Regions from separate parts of the Mus musculus genome. Here region 2 is linked to region 1. A link is a contact called in public capture Hi-C data. All regions are on one chromosome and are shown on one strand. The core of a region is the stretch at or near the end of the contact, and the rest is flanking DNA. Distances in the headings are between cores, read along the strand shown. Region 1 overlaps Tmtc1 (transmembrane and tetratricopeptide repeat containing 1). Region 2 overlaps Sinhcaf (SIN3-HDAC complex associated factor).

What was found. Capture Hi-C pulls out chosen DNA fragments and counts their contacts.
Region 2: a capture Hi-C map of embryonic stem cells shows a contact between it and region 1, with 4 times the contacts expected there. The contact joins two enhancer-like sites. A contact is called at or near these places in 1 of 115 datasets of contacts at active chromatin or transcription factors (embryonic stem cells) and 1 of 9 other capture datasets (embryonic stem cells).

The regions. Positions count from the first base shown.
Region 1 is chr6:148,286,637-148,293,723 of GRCm38.p6, reverse strand. The region is part of intron 10 of Tmtc1 (transmembrane and tetratricopeptide repeat containing 1); the gene reads left to right. Among named protein-coding and RNA genes, the nearest start is that of Gm52483, 44 kb to the right of the region's middle. Within about 2 kb of position 2,538, at least 5 of the 459 cell types and tissues checked have an H3K27ac peak or open chromatin away from gene starts, as enhancers often do. A contact at or near this core is called in embryonic stem cells, where this site is marked.
Region 2 is chr6:148,916,052-148,923,138 of GRCm38.p6, reverse strand. Sinhcaf (SIN3-HDAC complex associated factor) reads left to right here. Exons shown (of 6, transcript NM_019643.4): 6 at 109-2,082. The coding sequence ends at 268. Among named protein-coding and RNA genes, the nearest start is that of Caprin2, 23 kb to the right of the region's middle. Within about 2 kb of position 4,093, at least 6 of the 459 cell types and tissues checked have an H3K27ac peak or open chromatin away from gene starts, as enhancers often do. A contact at or near this core is called in embryonic stem cells, where this site is marked.

The sequences.
Region 1 (7,087 bases), core at 1,289-3,788:
TACATATATACATATAGTACAATACATATATATGGGTAATTTACATATACTTATATATGTTAACCTATAGCTTTCAGCCTATCCCAAAGTATGGCTATTAGTTGTGGAGGAGTGAATGAATGGATGGATAGATGAGGCAAACGTTCACTTCACTAGGCGTAATTACCTTTTGGAAAGAATGTGTCTGAGGCAGCACTTGTGAGGCAGGCAGATACCTTTGAGTTTGAAGTCAAACAGTTTCAGGATATCCAAGGATACATAGTAAGACACCGTGTCTCAAAAAAAAAAAAAAAAAAAAAAAAAAAGGAAAAAGAAAAAAAGAAAGAAAGAGGAAAGGAAAGGAAAAGAAAAGAAAGGAAAAAGAAAAAGAAAAAATATGTCTGGTCTTACCACCTAACAATATAAGCATTTTTAACATTGTTAACTTCGTATGACTGTCTGGGTGCATCATCAGCATGGTGCTATTTCCACCTGGCTCCTGTAGATGGACTGCTGCAGAATAAGGCTGTTTTTCATCATGCATGTTGACACTGCATGGACATGAGGCATTTGACCACATTCATTCACTAGTCAGTCTTTGCCTCTTCCCAGTGACCACCTTCTTCCAAACTGATACCCTTCTACTTCCATTTTTTTATTATTACTTTTACTTTTTGACAGTCCAGCTGCTGTTCCCCTTCAGGTCCCCCCCCCACCTCACACAGTTCCTCATCCCATTCCTCCTCAGTCTCCAAGAGGATATCCCACCTCCCCACACACCCCCTTCCCTACCAGACCTCCCCATTCCCTGGAGCCTCAAGTCTCTCAAGGGTTAGGCAGGTCTTCTCCCACTGAAGCCAGACCAGGCAGTTCTCTGCTGTATATGTGTGTGTGTGTGTGTGTGTGTGTGTGTGTGTGTGTGTGTGTGTGTGTGTGTGTGGTGGGGGTGGGGGTTGGGGGTGGTGGTGGTGCTCAGACCAGCTTGTGTATGCTGCCTGGTTGGTGGCTTAGTGTCTGAGGAATCTCGGGGGTCTAGGTTTGTAGAGAATGCCAATCTTCCTATGGGGTAGATGAATGCTTCAGTCCCACTTGGGAGGGAGAAGAAAATAATCACAGGAAGCAGAACGAGGGAGGAACATGGGTGGGAGAGGGGAGGGGAAAAGGGGGACATGATCAGGTATTGTGGCAAGAGACAGAAGTCCTGAGGGCCAGCAGAATGAATGGAAATATGCAGCTGGGGTGCGTCTCACCTCCCAGGTCTCTGGTACCTTCTAGACCCTCCCCAACCCCGGTTGCATATTTCCATTCATTCTGTTGGTAAACCAAAGAGGTCCCAGACTTCAGTCCAATGGTTGGGTGTAAGTATCTGCATCTGTCTCAGTCAGTTACTTGTTGGGCCTCTCAAATGACAGCCAAGCCAGGCTCCTGTCTGTAAGCACACCATAGATCAGTGATAGTGTCAGGCCTTGTAGCCTCTCCCCCCTTGAGCTGGATCCCAAGTTGGGCCTTCACTGGACCACCTTTCCCTTAGTCTCTTCTTCATTTTTGTCCCTGTAGTCCTTTGAGACAGAAACAATTCTGGATCAGAATTTTTGACTGTGGGATGGCAACCCCACCCATCCACTTGATGCCCTGTCTCTCTACTGGAGGTGGGCTCTATGAGTTCCCTTTCCTCACTGTTGGGCATTTCATCTAAGGTCCTTCCTTTGAGTTCTGAGAGTCTCTCACCTCCCAGGTCTCTGGTGCTTTCTAGACCCTCCCCCACCCCAGCTAACCCTTGAGAGACTTGAGGCTCCAGGGAATGGGGAGGTCTGGTAGGGAAGGGGATGTGTGTCTTTTTCTTTTTCTTTTTCTTTTTCTTTTCCTTTTCCTTTTCCTTTTTCTTTTTCTTTTTCCTTTCCTTTCCCTTTCCCTTTCCCTTTTTCCCTTTTTCCCTTTTTCCCTTTTTCCCTTTTTCCCTTTCCCCTTCCCTCCCCTTTCTCTCTCTCTCTTTCTTTCTTTCTTTCTTTCTTTCTTTCTTTCTTTCTTTCTTTCTTTCTTTCTTTCTTTCTTTCTTCTTTTTTCTTTTTTCTTTTTTCTTTTTTCTTTTTTTTTTCTTACTATGTATCCTTGGATATCCTGAAACTGTCTGACCTCAAACTCTACATCCTGTCTCTCTATAACTCTCCTGGAAAAACTGCCTCTTCTTTCTCTCTGTGCTGCTCTCAAGTAGCTTCCCTTTTCCTCTCTCTTCTTGTAAGAGTTTGGCATATCCTATTCTGTCAAATCTTTCTCTGATTTGGCACTTTGTTTGCTACTCAATCAGACCTCACTTTCAAACATGGGGGCTTCCTTCTACAAACTTTATCTTCATTATCTTCAGTGTCTGGGAATGAAGGTGTGTGCTAAGGGCCTGTCTATATTCCAGCCAGCATGTGTGCCTAGTGCTAAGCCACACCACAACTATAAACAGGTTTTTTTTTTCTCAGTAAATAGCACCTGGGGTTCATGGTGTGATCAGATGTCCTGTAACATCAGCCCTGCTGCTTCACTTTGGGGTGACCTAGTGCATGCCAATAGGGCTGTTAGCAGGTGAGGGTTAGTCTGTAGGATCATTAACATTTTACCCTTGGCTACAGCACTAAAGACAAACTCTCTTCCTTTTGTTTGTTTTAATGCAGCTTCTCTTCACAGACCTGATAGATAAAGAACCCCTGGGCTCTTCCCCAGCCCTCCTCATTCAGTGAGGTTCTCAAAGAACACAGGGCTCCTTCCCTCCTGGTACCTCAATCTGGGGTCATTTCAGGAATACAGGGTGTTGAAGTTCAGGCAAAGAACTTCCTCATGGTCTCTTGGTTTAATCTTATCTCTCACACTTTTAATAGGTGATGTTTTATGGAACACTTTCCAACCATTCTGCTATTGTGTCAAACATGCTTCCTGGATAAAGCCACATTCTGCCAATGGCATCTAATGACATTTACTGCTTAACCAAACCTAGGTGCTTATATAGGTGGTGGAGTGGAAGGAGGCATATGCTCCAAAGATAATAAGCTGGGACTCAAGCTGTCTGCAGCTGATGCCAACAGCTAAAGTGATGATGATGAGGAGGAGGATAATAGTAACAACAACAGGAACAAAAACAGAAAGCACACTGACTTGCATCCTGAACCTTCTGCCCCTTTAGGTGGAAGTATGGAGGGAGTGCTTGATTAGCAAAACAACCATTCCACAACTGTGCTGAAAGGAACTTTAGACTGGGAGGCCTTAGAAGACCAGGTGAATTTTTGTGTCAAGTGCAATCAAAGTAACTGATACTTTAAATAAAACTTTGACACTAAGTCCTGGGAAAAATTGGAGGCCAGACAGTCTGGTATGTGGCTTCATTTGTGAGAAATAATGGTGATCTCACTGGACACTTCACTGCTGGCTTCTGAAGTAGGAAGGATGGGTGACTGAAAGTGATGTCTGGAGTTAAACTTTCTGACAGCATGTAAGTTCACCTGTTTAACTGCTTGCTCTTGAGAAAATTATGTAAATTCATTGAAAATCCAGAATAACAGTGTTAATCATCTAAGGTATAGTGTAAGAAGTGAGATATACCTCTAACATTGTCTGCCTTGCAGTAAACGCTGTGTAAAGTTCTCAGAGTATAGCTGTGCTCTATGTTCTGTAATTAGAGAAGAGAAAAATACTGAGTGACAGAGAGGAGGCAGACTAAGAAAGGAGGACTCCCTGAGGGGCTGGAAGTGGCCTAGTGCAAATGTTACTGGGGTCCTTAGCATCAGATACTAACCAGCTTTAGGAGAGCTTAACTAGTTCTTGGCCGTGGTTGAAATTTCTTCATCTGTATTACAGGATAGAGTGATTAACATCTGCCCTAGAATGAAATGATGACTGTGTCCCATGGTAGGTGGGCACTTGGCTCAGGATTTGGTTGATGAAGAGTGGTATGCAAGTATCTCTACCTGTCTGTACAGTATGCAACCTGGGGTCAAAGCAGGATTCAGAACTGAGAAGAAACACAGCTCTCCTCTTTTCTTTTGCTCTGATGCTTCAGCTGCCATTGGTGATGTCTTAATGTTTGGTTTCTATCTAGGTTCTACCAACCTGTTATTCAGCAATGTGAACAAAATAAATCAATGTTTTAAAGCCCAGGAGAGATACCTGATGAAGGTGGCTAGTCTCTTCCCTCCCAATTTCCTTTATTTCTCAAGTCATCTACAAATGAAAGGTGTGAGAGACATGTGAAATGCATGTGTTAAAACACTGAGCAATAAGGGCTGGAGAGCTAGCTCAGCAGTTAAGAGTACTGTCTGCTCTTCCAGAGGACCTGGGTTTGATTCCTGACACCTATATGACAGCTCACAACCATTTATAACTCCAGTTACAGGGACCAGAAGACCTCTTGTAGCCTCTGAGGGCACTGCACAGACATACATGTGGGCAAAACACATATACACACAAAAATAAGTCTTTAATAGCAAAATAGAACAAAATGCTGAGTGTTGGCACACCCCTGTGATCTCAGCACTTAGCAAGTATGCACACCCACACTAGTGTTGGCACACCCCTGTGATCTCAGCACTTAGCAAGTGTGCACACCCACACTAGTGTTGGCACACCCCTGTGACCTCAGCACTTAGCAAGTGTGCACACCCACACTAGTGTTGGCACACCCCTGTGATCTCAGCACTTAGCAAGTATGCACACCCACACTAGTGTTGGCACACCCCTGTGATCTCAGCACTTAGCAAGTGTGCACACACACAAGAGTTTATTTGTGATGAACTTTATGGATTCTCAAGTCTCTTATTTGACATGACAAAAATAAACAAGATTATAGTGCTTTAATAAAGGGTTCCCCAAGTAAGCTCTAGGGTCACCCCACCTAACTGGATTTGGATCTTTTGATTGGAAACTCTGTCCCTGTTTCTCCCTCTCCATTTTCTCTTACCACCATCCTGCTCTCTGCCTCTGTGGGTTTAAATTCTTGTTCACACAACATTTTTCCTGTATGTCTTTTAGGCCCACTCATGTGTCACACATGGCACAATGTCCTTTTGTAAAGCTGAATAATATTTTATCGTACATCAAAGTCACAACTTCTTTATTTGTTCATCTATTCATGGGCCTTACGTTACCAAATCTTGATAACAGTGAATAAGGGGGAAGCTATTTGATACTGACCCTGGCAATGATTTCTTAAAAAGCACAATGAAGAGTGAACACAGGCCAACAAAAGCAGAACTGAAGAAGGGAGGGTACTTCAAACTGCAGGATAGTGTGGCTACGTCAGACTGCAGGGCTTTTATATCTGGGTGTAATGCTCTTGGAATTATAAAGCAGGATTGTGAATGGTGACAAGCTTGGACTCCATAGAATGGTTGCTTTAGACAAGCCAGGAATAAGTGTAGCTGAGGGCTGAGTTAGGATGGACCCCATACAAATTCTAGGTGAGAATGCAAACAAATTCAGCCATCATAGAAACAGTATAGAGATTTTGTAAGGGATTGAAAATAGAGTCGTGTGGTCCAGCAGTGTGTCCCTGGGTAAGCATCCACAGGAAGTAAGACTGATACTCCAAGTCTATCCTCCTGCAACAGGGTACAAATCTGGCATCTACTGTGTCCAGCTAGCCCCATCAGGCCTCTCTACAGTTTTTTGAGCCCCAGCCAGGGGGCTTTAAGTGAGGCTAAATGTAAAGAGACTGTTATTTTAAAAAAAAATTGTCCTAATGTATTTCCCCAGTGGGTTTTATATAGTGCATGGAGTTTCCCTACTAATATTATCTCTTCATATTTAAAAATGAAATGGAAATTTCATCTTGGAGAGGTAGCATGGTAGAGTTCAGTTGCCTACAAAGCAGTTTCCCATCTTGTCACTCTTCCTCATCCTCATCAACCATTCTCCTTTAGTCAAAATAAGTCCCAGGGTTTTCTTTCCAAACAGGCCTCTGTCCTGTCCTCCCTGCTTTCAAGAGCATCCTGCCACCACTTCCCTTCAAGTGAAGGAACAGGCTCCAGGCCCAGACACCTTGTACCTGAGCCCCGCGCCTCTTATCTGCTGTCTGGTCTTCAGGTCATGTTTACGTAGCAGATGCATGTGGCAAGCCAATCCTCTCCTGGTCCCACCCTTCTCTTATTATCTTCAGAGATTGGGGTGACCCTGTTGGGACCCCCTGAGCCTGTAATCTCAGCTACAGACAAGCATCTGATGAGAGATACAGCATCTGGGTTTAGCCATGTGGTGTTTGGACATACACCTCCATGCTAATTGATAATCATTATGTGCTTGTGGTTGGGAGCAAAGGTTGTGTGACTTTTATAGGCTGAGTCCCCTACGTTCCATTCACATGATAATGCCTCAGCATACAACTTTACTATATTTTGAGTCTGAATCTGTAGAGAAATGCTAATGAATGAAGTTATTAAGATTGGGCCTGACCCAAGTCTGCTGCTGTTATGGGAAAAGGACATGAGAATTTACTCACTGAGTACATGGACAAGGAAAGACCATGGGAGGACACAGCCTGAGGGGAGATGTCCACAGGCCAGGAGCAGGGCCTACCCAGACAGCAGCTGATTAGATACTTGACCTTAGAATTTAATCACCAGAATTGTGAGAAAGAAATTTCTCGTTTAAGCCACTTAAGCTGTGGTGTTTCATTATGGCTGCTATGAGAGACTATCTGAGTAAACTTAAGCAAGGCTTTTGATGCTTCAAAATCCTTATTCCATTAATTACAAAATAATTATTTCTGAAATGATTGTGTCATTTAAGTTAGCATTGACTGTATATGCCAGCATTAATTTTGTAAAATCTTATCCATCAGTCAACAGTCATCTCTCAATCTCAAATTATTGAAAGAAAGAAAACAAAAAGAAGGATTAACTGAGTGAAGAAAGGAAAAACAAAAACAGAGTTGGCTTATGGGTGTAAGGTTGGTTCCATCATAGATCCTGCCCTTCCTACCTGCTTCCTGTATCTCCTTGCCACAGCTGCCTCCCTCTCCCTCTCCCTCTCCTCTCCTATCACCCTGCTTCCTCCTGCTCTCCTCTGCAGTTTCCAGAGCATTTTCCCAGAAGGCCTTGCTGCCTGCAGTCCATTTCCACAACGCAGCCATTGT
Region 2 (7,087 bases), core at 2,844-5,343, 630 kb before region 1:
TACTGCCAAGCTTGACTTAGTTGGATCCTACATGAAGAGGGGAGCCAACTTCAGAAAATGCATGTTTGTAATATATTTTGTTCTCCATTTTTTTCTCTTTCTTTTTAGACAGAAAATATGTTGTGGGATCATCTATAAAGGCCGTTTTGGGGAAGTCCTCATCGACACTCATCTCTTCAAGCCTTGCTGCAGCAGTAAGAAAGCAGCTGCCGAGAAGCCCGAGGAGCAGGGGCCGGCACCTCTGCCCATCTCCACTCAGGAGTGGTGACTGAGGTTCATTTAGAAGGGAGCAAAGAGCGTTTTAAACTTTGAAAAGACCACAAAACAAACTGACCCTCCTATTTTTAACTTGGATACCTGCTATTCTGCCAAAAGACATTTTCTAGAATAGTTTTTAATGGGTTACTGTCCTTACCCTTCATCCAACAAACTCTGAAGCCAGTCTCTAGCTTACTGCAAGAAAAAGAAGTGTACATAATATTTAAGATGCTGAGTATTTCATAGGAAAGCTGAATGCTGCTGTAAAGTGCTCTTTAAGTCTTTTTTTTTTTTTTTTTTTAAATCCCCTCTAATGAATGGAATTAGGGGAATTTCAGGGGACAGAGATGGGATTTGTTGTGTGATAAACCATATGTAGTTTAGTCTTTCTGTGGAGAGGCAGTGGTTGGGGCATTTTTAAATGGCTGGCTACACTTGTTTTCCCTCATGATAATTTGTCATAACTCAGTAGCATGACCTGCCCCTAGAAGGTAGTTAAAATTTGTAAATGCTAAGGCGTTGCCAGGTCCTAATGAGTCAGACCTGTACTACTGATTATTAAGCAGGACAGACTGAGCTTTCTGCAAATAGCTTGAAGGAGGAAACAATTTCTGAACACACAAGTAGCACCGTGTCGCCTCCCTTTATCTTCATATTGATAAAAGACTTTATGTGGATCTTGTAAAACAGAACCAGATCTCCTTCTGGGGAAGGCCTTGCCTCTAGGATGGGCAAGGTTGACTAGGGATAGTCCCAAAGCATGACCACAAAGTAGAGAGCACGTGGTTAGAAACCACTTCATCAGAATGTGTGAGTCCTGGGGATGCATGGGGCACAGTTGATGCTGCTTGGGACACGTTTCTTAGAGGGCTTACAGTATGTAAATAATTGACATTGGTGTTAACACGACTGTCGGGGATTCACTGAAATCCACATGATTCAGTTCTAGCTCTGGATTACCTCAGTTGACCTTTGTGGAGGTTTTATCTATAGAGTAGTTCTTGCCTTGTCATAGACCTTATTAGGGTTTGGGGTTTTGTTCCTTCGTTGTTTTCCTCTCACTATTTAAAGTTGACTAGAAGAGAAGAGTTGTGTGTTGAGGCTAAGTTGGTGGGTTGGGTTGGCTTCTTAACATCAAGAAACTGAATGGAGCTCCACACCTCTAGATCTCAATGATTCGGTTGGCTTCTCAGTGGAACCCAACTGAAGTTGTCTAATTGCCTCTTCTCAGAGTTCAGGAAAAACAGTAGTGCCACTTGAGACCTCGTAGAGGAGGTATACGTGGCTGCCTTAGTATTCTGTTCCTCATGATTATTTTAGAAACTGGATTTTAAAAAGTCTTTTAGAGTTTCACAACAAGGAGAAGCCACAGTTTGTGGCATCCTATAGTTTTACATTGTGTATTTCTTCCTTTTAGGAAAAACCTACCTAGTACAAGCTACCACGTGCACAGACAGCCCAATGAGTGGGCCATTTCTCCACAACCCTGGTGTAATACAGAGTCCAGCCATTACCATTCTCCTGCGTTACTTTGACATGGGATTTTTTTTTTTTTTTGTACATTTTGGCTGCAGTATTGGTGGTAGAATATACTTTGATGGATCATCTCTACTTCTGTATTTATTTATTTATTACTAGACCTCAACCACAGCCTTCTCCCCCTCCACTCTCTGCCTGTAGGATGTACTGTATGTAGTCATGCACTTTGTATTAATATATTAGAAATCTACAGATCTGTTTTGTACTTTTTATACTGTTGGATACTTATAATCAAAACTTTACTCTAGGGTATTGAATAAATTTAGTCTTATTAGAAAAATAAAAGTTGTCTCATGACTTTGTTTTAGAGGTCTCTGGTAAGAATTTTTTCAGGACCTGGAGAGATAGCTTAGTAGTTAAGAATACTAACTGTACTTGCACAGAGGGTCCAAGATGGATTCCCAGCACCCACATGACAGCTCAAAACCATCTTTGGCTCTTGTTCCCAGGGCTCTGATACCTTTGGTACTCCTTGGGGATCAGATAGGCACAAGAGGGACAGATGAATGGAGACAAAACCACCCATTTACATAAAATGGATATAAAGTTTAAGATTTATTTATTTAATTTATCTATTTATTTAAGATTTATTTATTTTTGTATGTGGGTACACTGTCTTCAGACATACCAGAAGAGGGCACCGGATACTCATTACAGATGGTTGTGAGCCACAATGTGGTTGCTGGGAATTGAACTCGGGACCTCTGAAAGAGCAGTCAGTGCTCTTAACCGCTGAGCCATCTCTCCAGCTCCAAGCTTAATTTTTGATGAGCAGGGGTTTGGGTAGAAAAGTCTTCAGACTCTAGGATAAGTGGATATGGTAGCTACATACAAAGGACTTTGTGTAGTGGTTTTAACATGAATGGAATGTCCATGACAAGGGTTGCTTATCTGTGGGGAGAGTTAGACCGGGACTTTTGTGTGAAACAACTTTACAGAATTATGAGGAACTGAAATGAAATCAAACATGGAAGTTTTAAACAAAATTTTTGAGACAGTTATGTATCCAGGCTGGCCTCAGTAATCACTGTTGGGCAGGTAAGATGGCTTTGGCTATGTGCCTGCCAAGCCTGACAATCTGGAATTTGGTCTCTAGAACCCACAAGGTAGGAGAAAACTAGCTCCCACCATTTTCCTCAGACCTTTTCACATGTGCTGTGGCACAATCAAGATTGCTTTTTCCTTTGTCTTTAGTGTGCCTAGAGTCAGGGTGCTTTTATATACAAAATATGTTTCTCAGACTTCATATTCCAGTTTCTGTGAGCTGGGAAGCTTGTATATAGACTGTTTGCTTCTGTCCTTCCAGTGCCAGGAGTCAGAATGTCAAGGTGAGAACTGAAGCAGAGACCATAGAGGAGAGCTGCCGACTGTTTGTTTGCTTTTCATGGTTCTACAACCTGGGACTAATTCCCCAGTGAGCTGGGCCCTCCCACATCAATCATTAGTCGGGAAAACGTGCCACATATTACAGAGGCTGCCTTAGTTATTCTGTTGGTGTGAGAGACACCATGACCAAGGCACCTCTGATAAAGCATTTAGTTGAGAGCTTGCTCACAGTTTCAGAGGGTTACTTTGTTATCATGGCAGGCATGGTGCTTGCAAGTAGCTGAGGGCTTTACATTCTTACCAGAAGTCAGTGGACAGTAAAGCAACTTAGCCTGGGCTTTTGAAACCTCAAAGCGCACCATCTCCAACATGTCCTAACCCTTTCCAACAGCTGACCAACTGGAAACGAGGATTCAAATACATGAACCTATGAGGCCATTCTTATTTAAACCAACACAGAGGCATTTAGATTCTCTTCCCTGAGAAGTCTAGGTTTGTGAAATTGGCAAACCAACTAGGACAAACTGAACCAACACACTAGCATTTTGATCTATGATGCTACCACTGATTACAGAAGTAGGAAGGTGGATCTGTTCTGAAACACCCATGAGCCAAGTGATCAAACACTGATCAAAAGTCCTGTAAAGTTCAGTCTTAATTACATTTTTGTACCATGTCCAGAGAAACTTACAAAAGAAAGCATTTAATTGGGATCTTGCCTAACAGTTTCAGAAGGAAATGTCAATGACCATTGTGGGAGCTTGACAGCAGGCAGTCAGGCATGAAGCTGAATCAAGCTGAAAGCTTTCAGATTGAGACAATCATGAGAGAGACACAACCCAGAGGTAGAGAAAGCTGGGTGGGCTTTTGATTCCTCAAAGCCTAGTTCCAGTAACATACCTTCAACAAGCCCACACCTAATCCTCCCCATACTTTTACAAGCTGCAGCCCAAACATTGAAACAAATATATGAGCCTTTGAGAGCCATTCTTATCCAAATCACCACTATTCTTAAACAAACCTGCAGCTGAGTGGAAGTGTAAAGAGTTTAACTTGAATAAAGCCTGCTTTTCTGATTCCTGTTTGCTTTCTTTTTCTTCAAAACAGGGTTTCTGTATAGGCCTCAGTCCTGAAACTCATTCTGTACACCAGGCTGGCCTGGGACTCAGAGGCTCACCTTCTTCTTCCTACTGAGTGGTGGGATTAAAGGGGTGTGCCACCTCATCAGGCAATGTTTGCTTGCTTTTTATTTATTTTATGTATATGATACACTGTAGCTGTACAAATGGTTGTGAACCACTATGTGGTTCCTGGGAATTGAACTCAGGACCTCTGCTCACTCCGGGCCCACTTGCTGTGGCCCAAAGTACACTGTAGCTGTCTTCAGACACACCAGAAGAGGGCATCAGATCTCATTACAGATGGTTGTGAGCCACTGTGGTTGCTGGGATTTGAACTCGGGACCTTCGGAAGAGCAGTCAGTACTCTTAACAGCTGAGCCATCTCTCCAGCCTGCTTGCTTGCTTTTTAAATTATTTATTTATTCTTAAATTTGTGTACGTTGGTGTTCCTTCCTCTGGAAAAGGAAAGCAACCAGGGACCTTAACTCTCCAGCCCACATTTGTTTACTCTGTAAACTAGCTTGATGGTCCAGCAGCCAGTGCCTCTTTAATCCAGAAAAGTTTTCTGCTTCCTGCAAAGGCTGGTCATGGAAGATGAGTTTACCTGTTTGTGTGTGGTTCATGTGTACGCCTTTAGTGTTTGAAACAAGATCTCTTACTAAAGCTGTGGCATAACTAGAAACACCAGGGACCCCCTCCTGCCTCCACTACTGAGATTACAGCTGTGCCCCAACATGACTGGATACAAGGGATCTGAACTTTGGTCCTCGCCTTACTAGACAGCAGCACTCTTCCAGCTGATCCAGAAAACCCCAGTTTTGTTTTTAATGCCAGTTTGAAATGTATTATAAAAGATGGGGGCAGGAAGATCACAATTCTAGACCACCTGAGGTATATGAAATCCTGGGTTAAAAACAGCTTCAAAACAGCCAGAACTTAGTGCCAGCTGTCAATGTCATGCTGAAGTTCTCCAGGCACCCGTAGTCCAGTGTCCATATTGATCCAGCATCCTGATGCCTGGCAGTTTTTGTGTGATGTTTAATGAACTGGGACTGGAAAAGGAAGAGACAGCCAAGTTGGATCAAAGGTAGGAGTTTCATGGGCTCATTCATGAAAGAAAGGAGCCAGAGGGTCCTATTGGATAATTTCTCTAGCTAGCAGTGGAGTTTGGTTACTCATTGTTGGTATCATGTTCCCTGCACCATGGGCAAAGGCTACTTATTATTGTGGTATGTTGAGTCTAGGGGATCTTAGACAAATCTTTTCATTCTGTGTAGAAGGTGACTAAAATCAGAGCTGCCCTTTTGTCTCCATGTCTGGAAAGGAGGAAATTACTCTATTTTAGAATGTCTATACTTACATAGCTTACCTGCACTTAACTTCAGGCAGGGGATTTTGCAGCTGCAAGGAAAGACGGGGTTTGTGCCTGTGTTTATGTTTCAGTCTTAAATAATGGCTCAGCAGCCTCAAGTTGTTAAGCAGGTCCCTGGTAGTATTAGAAAAGGAACTGAACAGTTGTGTTGCTGTTTAAGACACAAGTGTATTCTTGGACTTGAGCTATTTAGATAAACTTACTGTTCACTATTCCATCACTCAAGGTCCCTGCTTCCTATGGGAAATGGCAAATCCCCTATAGTTCTATAGCCTCTTTGCCGGTTACTTGGGGCCTCTGAACTTTAACACCAGGTTGCAAACTCAGCTTCAATTAGAGCGAGTTTACCTGTCCTCAGACTCACAATCCTCAGTAGAGGATTGGCTATAACCCCCAAGTTCAGTAACAAAAACATTTCATAGACTGCAAGTGGGCTGAAGTACTGAGAAAACTGTCCCAGGAAACAGGCTCAATCAATTTTCTTCTGGTGCACCACCAGGTGGCGTTGGTGAAAAACATGTTAAGAATTTAGGTATACTTTTCTAAAAGACAGGATCTCAACAGGTTGGTGATTGCACATGCTTTTAATCCCAACATTTGGGAGGCAGTGCCCAGTAGATCTCCGAGTTCCAGGCCACTCTGGTCTTTAGAGCAAGTTCCAGGACAGCCAGTGCTAGGCAGAGAAACCCTATCTAAGAAGGGGGGGGGGGGGGGCGCGGAAGGACCTGTATAATTTCAGATGGGTTTATGTAGACCAGGCTGTCCTGGAACTCACAAAGATCTTCCTGCCTCTGCTCCCTGAGTGCTGGGATTAAAGGCTTGTGCTCCCATGCCCAGTAGGCATTCCCCCACCCACCCTTTAATGACAAAATGTTACTGGCTGGAGAATGACTTAATCTTGAGGACTGAGGTTTGGATCCTAGAACCCACATAATAAGGTCCACACAAACATTTAGCCTTGAGTTGACCATGCTGTCCCTGAAGGAACAGGGGGAAAGTGATAGAGATTACCCAAGGCCTTCTAGGCGTTCACACACACTCACAGATAAATATGTACAGGTAATCATTTAGAGAAAGTAAGAAAACACTTAAATTTCTTTCTTTTTTTTTTTAATTTGGTTTTTTGAGACAGGCTTTCTCTGTGTAGTCCTGTCTGTCCTGGAACTCACTCTGTAGACCAAGCTGGCCTTGAACTCAGAAATCTGCCTGCCTCTGCCTCCCAAGTGCTGGGATTAAAGGTGTGCACCACCACTGCCCGGCAACACTTAAATTTCTTAACACCCTCATTTTAGATAAACTCACTGAGTGGTCACTCTAATATTTTAGGGCAAAGATGAGTTAATCTGTTGCTTCACCCATAGTTTAGTAAGTAGCTACTTCAGCCCAAATGTAAATGTTAAAAATGGTTTCTTTTTAATTTTATTTTAGTGTGTGTGTGTTGCCTATATGCATATGTCTTGGATTCCCTGGA